Regions from separate parts of the Mus musculus genome. Here region 1 is linked to region 2. A link is a contact called in public HiChIP or PLAC-seq data. All regions are on one chromosome and are shown on one strand. Each heading gives the region's core, a stretch centred on a gene start, on an enhancer-like site or on the middle of the called end of the contact. The rest is flanking DNA. Distances are from core to core; before and after follow the strand shown.

Region 1 (3,896 bases), core at 1,186-3,685, 530 kb after region 2:
CTCCCTCTCACCGAGGGTCTGCGACCTCAGAGTTCAGCGAGGCTGGCCAGGTTCTCCAGACGGCAAGGTAGGTAGACCCCCCAAAGGCTATCCAAGGTCCAGGTCTGCAGGAGATATAAAGGTTTCTTCCTTCCTGGGTCTTAGAGCACAAGCCCAGGACGTGACTCACACATGGGGTGTTCCCATTCACCTAGAACCTTTCTGCTCTTCCAAGATCGAAACAAGCTTATTAAACAGGTAGTTAGGCATGACACAGCCTGTACCTCTGAGACTGGTGCTCTGGCTGCCACCAGAGAGCTGTAGTGGATGCTTCCTTATCGCTGCTTCTCTCTGGTTTCTCTGTAACTGGGTGTAGCCCATAGTCATACCTTCATTGGAGATGAGACCAGCTTTGGTCCTCTTTTTGCTCCCCGAAGCCCTTCTGGCCCTCAGACATCCTGGACACTTGGCAATGTTAACTTCTTGGATATGGGCTCTAGTTTAGAATTTAGAGTTGGGGATTATAGAGGATCACTCAGCTGAAGGCTAAGTTGGCATGCTTTCCCCAGAATATTTTGTTCTTTCGAATTTGCAAGTTGTCATTATTGGCATTGAACAATAATTTCTATTGTGTGCACACACAAATACGCACAATATTGCAGTCCCTTTGGCAGAAAAGAAACATCAATGTTGGCATGATGGATTATTATAATTCTGGTTTGTTCCATCCTGGTGTCTGGTATTCCCCCCCCCCCCCCCGCCTTAGCCCACCCACACAGCTGGCAAGTTGGGCACTAGGACCCTCGTTAACGGCCAGTCAGGAAAAGGCCATTTCTTCCTACAGAGAGAGAGGGTTTTAAATCCATTATAGGACATTTCTTTGATGGGGAAACATTTCTTTATTGTTATCACTGACTCTGTCGAATCTCATACAAGTGTCTGCATTTTAATCTTGGCATTGCATCATCCTCTGCTCTCAGAGAGCCCTCCAATCCCCCTCCCACTTGGGGAAATCATCTTTCAAACATCGCTTGCTCCCTGGATCCTCTTTAATTTTCTTAGTCACTGGGAACTCTCTTTTCTCTTTTCCCAGATTCTCATAGGACTTTGGGCTTTTCTGGCTGAAGTTAACCCAGCAAAAAAAAAAAAAAAAAAAATATATATATATATATATATATATATATATATATATATATATGTTTGCTCGGATGTCTCATTCATCAAATAGAAGTCGTTTAGCTTTTACTGGTTGGCCCCTGGGTGTCCAGAAGGTTGTGGAGGGTTCAGAGGGGCAAGCCGGCGAGTGAGGGTATCTTGTCTAGAGCTAGACATGGTGGTGCATGCCACAATGTGGAGACGGAGACAAGAGGATCCAAATGTGCGTAGAGCCTGATCGAGGTAACCAGATCCTGTCTCAGGGGAGGGAAAATAAAGGGGAACAAACAAACCCCACGTTGTCCAGTTAGCTCGTGAAAAAAGAGTATGAAAAGTATCATCTGAGTTTTTACTAAGCATTGTCACCCAAATTGCATCAGTGATGGCTCTACAAACAGCAGCACAGCCTTACTTAGAAACTTCATATGTCTCGAAAAAGTGCCTTACTCTGAGGGTCTGTGGCAGTTTGGGTCGGGGGTGGAAACTGGAAGCAAGTAACTTAGGGACCATTCACTACTGTGTTCAATATTGTTCATGGCAGTCATCTTAACCACGAACTTTCCACTACCTGCTTGCTGCTCACCGGCGGATAAATGGCACCAGGAGAAGAGTAACAGGCAAAAAATTGATTCTCTTATAGTTTGCCCCCCCCTCCTGATTCCCCCCCCCCCCCCCCCCAGTTTCTCTGTGTAGCCCTGGCTCTCCTGGAACTCACTCTGTAGACCAGGCTGGTCTCGAACTCAGAAATCCGCCTGCCTCTGCCTCCCAAGTGCTGGGATTAAAGGTGTGCGCCACCACCGCCTGGCTCTTTATTTTCCTTAATAGATGATTATTAAAGAATAATAGTAAACAGAACCTGCAAATTCTCTTGAAGTTGTCACAGAAGGAACACAACAACAGTCACCACAACGACAAAATACTACGCAATTTTCCCCAGAGCCTACAAGCTCAACTTCCACCGCCTCCTCCAGAAGTTTCGATCTAGACGTAGACTTATTCAGCGAGTTGCAATTTAGCCTAGGGTGGAGTGTCAAAGTTTAAGTTCCTCTTGCTATCTATCGGGTAACTCCAGGTCTTTTGGTTTCTATAGCTAAAAGAGATGCTGGTAAATTTGGAACGTGGTTGCCTAAGTGGACTAGTCTTCCCTTCTCTCGACCAGTGCCTGCAACCTGGTCCCTTTAAGAGACCAGAACTGCGTCCGGCGTCGCAGCCCTAAAGGGATCCTCTCCTGTGCTCCTCCCCTGTCCGCGCGGTGAATGGTTCGTGCCGGCCTATATTAACCCGAGATCTTCCTCCCGGACGGCAATGATGTGAAGCGAGCAAGTCGGCTACCGCGCGCACGACCACAGAGGGCGCGCTGCAGATCGCCGAGAACCCCGAAGCGGAGCCGGACACCCCCGGAGGGAAGCAATGAGGTAGCGGCAGTCCCCGGAGCGGACGATGTGCGCGTCCTGCCCTCCGAACCCCGCGCTACCTTGGCCGAGACGGCCGAGCGCGAGTCTCCGGCGTCCCCTCGGAGCGAGGATGCAGTGAGCTGCGGGACCGCTGTGCTTGGCCCGCCGCGGCCAGCCAGACCTCTCGGACCACACTTGGGGCAAGCTGCTTATTCAGGGACCAGTCCAGCCAAGGGGCTCGCCCTCTTCTGCACCCACTGGGGGTGGGGAGCACCGGCCCCTGGGCGCACTGCTGTAGTTTCCGCGGCTCCTGGCCCTGGCCCAAGACTTGTGTGTGTGTCACGTTCGCTGAAGAAGAGTTCCAGCTTATTTCTCTCACCATCCCGGTTGCTTTGGCCGAGCCGCCCACCTTTATTTATTTGTACGCACTCATTTGGCCTTTTTCTAAAATATTTTCCGCTCCGCTCTCTTATTTTGTTGCTTGTTTGAGACTTTTGTCCTGGTCCTCCTCATCTAGGCTTCTCTCTCTCTCTCTCTCTCTCTCTCTCTCTCTCTCTCTCTTTCCTGAATATTTTTTTCTAATATCCTACCCCAGTCCCTGCGGGGTTCCCAAGCACTATCTGGCCTCTCCTGCCTCCATCTCCCTGCCCCGGAGGTCCTCCCAGCCTGAGTTTTATTTTTCGAGCTTGCCCGGGCCAAGCGTAGCCTGGGTTGGTGGCCCTGCGGGGCTCTCACCCCGCGCTCGGCCACCGCCGCCCCAGCCACTCCCGGGCGTCCTCCGGAGATGCTGCCGTGGAAGAAGCACAAGTTCGAGCTGCTGGCCGAGGCGCCGCCGCGGCAGGCGTCCAAGCCTAAGGGCTACGCTGTGAGCCTGCACTACTCCGCGCTCAGCTCCTTGGCGAGAGCCTGCCCGGAAGGCGCGCTCAGCCGGGTGGGCAGCATGTTCCGCTCCAAGCGCAAGAAGCTGCACATCACCAGCGAGGACCCCACTTACACTGTGCTCTACCTGGGGAATGCCACCACCATCCAGGCGCGCGGGGACGGTTGCACTGACCTAGCGGTGGGCAAGATCTGGAGCAAGAGTGAGGCCGGCCGTCAAGGGACTAAGATGAAGCTGACCGTGAGTGCGCAAGGCATCCGCATGGTGCATGCCGAGGAGCGAGCGCTGCGACGTCCCGGCCACCTCTACCTGCTGCACCGCGTCACCTACTGTGTGGCAGACGCGCGGCTACCCAAAGTCTTCGCCTGGGTATACCGGCATGAGCTGAAGCACAAGGCGGTAATGCTACGCTGCCACGCGGTGCTGGTGTCCAAGCCGGAGAAGGCTCAGGCCATGGCTCTGCTGCTTTACCAGACATCAGCCAACGC
Region 2 (3,422 bases), core at 189-2,688:
ATCGCCACCCTTGGGCGTGCGCTCCCTGCCCGGAAGGATTGACCTTGGCCGGGGCGGGGGAAGGGAGGCCAGCGCGGGGGCTCAGCTTTCGGGCCGCCGCCCCCGCGGATTCCTGGCTCGCCCGGGCCGGAGGAGGGGGCCCCGGACACACGGACGCACGCACACACCCCACACGCAGCGCGCGCCAATGAGCCCTGGCCAGGCGCAGGGGGCGGGGTTTTCCCAGGCTCGAGCACAGCAGCTGCTATTTACCTTCTTGGCTTCTCCCGGGGACCAGAGGCGGCCCCCGCTCCCTCCCGGCCGGCCGCCGCCGGCCCCCGCCTCCCTGCCCCCGGGGCGCGCGCACACACACTCACACACGCACGCACACACACACATCCTCTGGGCCCCGGCCGCAGCCGCGGCGGCAATAAAACATCCTGGCACGTGCTCCGACTCCAGGCGCGCCCTCGCCGGCCGGCTGATGTCAAACTGCAGCTCGGCTGGTGGAGCTCTTAAAGGGCTCGCGCGCGGGGCGCCGAGGCCGCCTTGGCCGCCCGCGGGGTGAGGAGGGGAGAGCCCCGACTCCCTTGCCCGCCGTCTATCCGTATTGCCAACTGGGAGCCTGCGGGGAGAAAGGTAGAGAGAGTGGCGGAGGAACGAGCGCGCCCCTCCTGTCGCATTGCTATCAAAGCCCCCCTTGTTCATTTTTTTTTTCGTTTGAAATTCCATTTCCTTTCTGCCCAGTAGGAAATTATTCTGATTGTTTTCTGGAGAAGCGTGAGGTCCAAGGTTGCAATTCCAAGAGAGGAATGAATGGGCTAGAGGGAGACAAGCATCCAAAAGACACCTTGCTCCGAAAACCCTGGCTGTGAAGGCATTTGGGGGGACGGTAAGGGCATGTTTAGCGTGTGGGGTTTAGTATCTCCCCAACCTCATGAGCAGTTTTGACTCCCCTAAACATACAGAGTTCGAGCGGGAATTCCGGAAGACATTAGAGTAACACATCCTCTTTACCTTGTTCCCTCCTTTTTTCAATCACTAAATTTTGTCTTGGCCTATATCTGTTCAAAATATTTTTCAAATGAACTTATTATACAAAGTAGTTATATTGCATGCAGCAAGAACAATAAAAACCAAAGGCCTGGCCACAAAAGAAATAGACTAGACTAAAACTAAGCAAAGCCCAGAGGAAAGAGTTAGCAAAGGGTTAAAATCCTTTTGATTGACGTTGTAGCCTCCGGTGCCCCGGGCTCAGGCGCGCGCCATTGGCCGCCAGACCTTGTGCCTAGCGGCCAATGGGGGGGCGCAGTCCACGAGCGGTGCCGCGTGTCTCTTCCTCCCATTGGCTGAAAGTTACTGTGGGAAAGAAAGTTTGGGAAGTTTCACACGAGCCGTTCGCGTGCAGTCCCAGATATATATAGAGGCCGCCAGGGCCTGCGGATCACACAGGATCTGGAGCTGGTGCTGATAACAGCGGAATCCCCTGTCTACCTCTCTCCTTGGTCCTGGAATAGTGCTACCGATCACTAAGTAGCCCTAAGACATAATAAACCTTCAACTGCTCAGTAGTTTTTCTTATGAAAGTCAAGTAAAAGGACGTAAGCAAAAAAAAATTATTTTTTTTTTGCGTGAAGGATTCCAAAAATAAAATTCTCTGGGGACTGAGAAGAAAAAAAAAAAAAAAACGAAAATGCCAGCTGATATAATGGAGAAAAATTCCTCCTCCCCGGTGGCTGCTACCCCAGCCAGTGTCAACACGACACCGGACAAACCAAAGACGGCCTCTGAGCACAGAAAGGTAAGACAGTACCTGCGTCTAGAAATTAAGTGGGTTGTGCACAGCGGGACTCCTTTTACTTTTCTCTTAAAACCTCGGGGTGAAATGGCAGATCCCGTGGGAACTCAGGACCTCTTTTCTCCCCCTTTGCAGTCATCAAAGCCTATCATGGAGAAGAGGCGAAGGGCAAGAATAAATGAAAGTCTAAGCCAACTGAAAACACTGATTTTGGATGCACTTAAGAAAGATGTAAGTGAGCAATGCTTTTTTTTATTTTTAATTACGAATGGAATGGCATTTCCCAGGCACAAAGAACTAAGCTCTTAGCCTGCTGCATGTGGATCTTACCCCGCCAGCACTACGTTCCCACTGGCGGGAGAGAGGCCGCCGGGCCCTGGGATGTGGGACATGCGGGCGGGGACCTTCAGAACTCGGAGGCAGCTGACAAGGAGGACTGACTTTCATCCCTTGTTTTTTCTGCGCAGAGCTCCCGGCATTCCAAGCTAGAGAAGGCAGACATTCTGGAAATGACTGTGAAGCACCTCCGGAACCTGCAGCGGGCGCAGATGACCGGTAAGGACCGCGCGTGCGTCCCCTCTCTGCGGGTGTCCCTCTCGGCCCGCGGTGATTTCTTCCAGACTTCCGCCCGCGGTTGTGAGAGGCATTCAGCTACATTTTACTGCCTTGGCTCACTCCGCGTTCCCACGGTCTGGGTCTTATTTATAGCCACAGCTCCCAAGTTGTTACTGCTCCGGAAATGGAGGGAGAGGCTGTAGCCGAGAAGGGTGGTGGGCAGCTTGGCTGTGGTAGAAGCCGGTGAGGGCGAAAGGACGTAAGACTGAGGAAGTTTGGGGCTGGATAGAAGGTAGGGGTCAGTGGTTTAGCACCGGTCCAACCCCTGCCGCAGGAGGGGAAGTGGGGTTTGGAAGGCGCCTTGGGTGGCATTGTCCAAGGTCAGGTCGCGCGCGGGACTAGGGGTGGCAGATCTGGAGCTGAGATCGGTTTAGATGGAGGGAGTGTCCTGGCTTATGTCCCCAACCTAGGGAGAAGGAGCTGGCTGTTCTTAGCCTACCCAACCCTCCCAACCCCAGGTGGTTCCGGAGGCGCGCTGCGGGGACCTCCCAGGGCGGGAGGCTGTATGGCTCCGGGGCCAGGGCTTTTCGGTGACCCATCTTTTCTCCTTCTGGCCTGCAGCCGCGCTCAGCACAGACCCGAGCGTGTTGGGGAAATACCGCGCCGGCTTCAGCGAGTGCATGAACGAGGTGACCCGCTTCCTGTCCACGTGTGAGGGCGTTAACACCGAGGTGCGCACTCGGCTGCTGGGCCACCTGGCCAACTGCATGACCCAGATCAACGCCATGACCTACCCCGGGCAGGCGCACCCCGCCTTGCAGGCGCCGCCGCCGCCGCCCCCGTCAGGACCTGCCGGTCCCCAGCACGCGCCATTCGCGCCGCCGCCGCCGCCGCTTGTGCCCATCCCCGGGGGCGCGGCGCCCCCTCCCGGCAGCGCACCCTGCAAGTTGGGCAGCCAGGCTGGAGAGGCTGCCAAGGTTTTTGGCGGCTTCCAAGTGGTGCCGGCTCCTGACGGCCAATTTGCCTTTCTCATCCCCAACGGGGCCTTCGCTCACAGCGGCCCGGTCATCCCGGTCTACACCAGCAACAG

What was found. HiChIP or PLAC-seq counts read pairs in DNA pulled down with a chosen protein or histone mark.
Region 1: an HNF4G HiChIP or PLAC-seq map of pancreatic cancer cells shows a contact between it and region 2. The contact joins the promoter of Fam43a here to the promoter of Hes1 in region 2.

The regions. Positions count from the first base shown.
Region 1 is chr16:30,597,288-30,601,183 of GRCm38.p6, forward strand. It overlaps Fam43a (family with sequence similarity 43, member A), which reads left to right and starts at 2,436. Exons shown (of 1, transcript NM_177632.3): 1 at 2,436-3,896. The coding sequence starts at 3,313.
Region 2 is chr16:30,063,919-30,067,340 of GRCm38.p6, forward strand. It overlaps Hes1 (hes family bHLH transcription factor 1), which reads left to right and starts at 1,439. Exons shown (of 4, transcript NM_008235.2): 1 at 1,439-1,780; 2 at 1,913-2,008; 3 at 2,245-2,332; 4 at 2,954-3,422. The coding sequence starts at 1,673.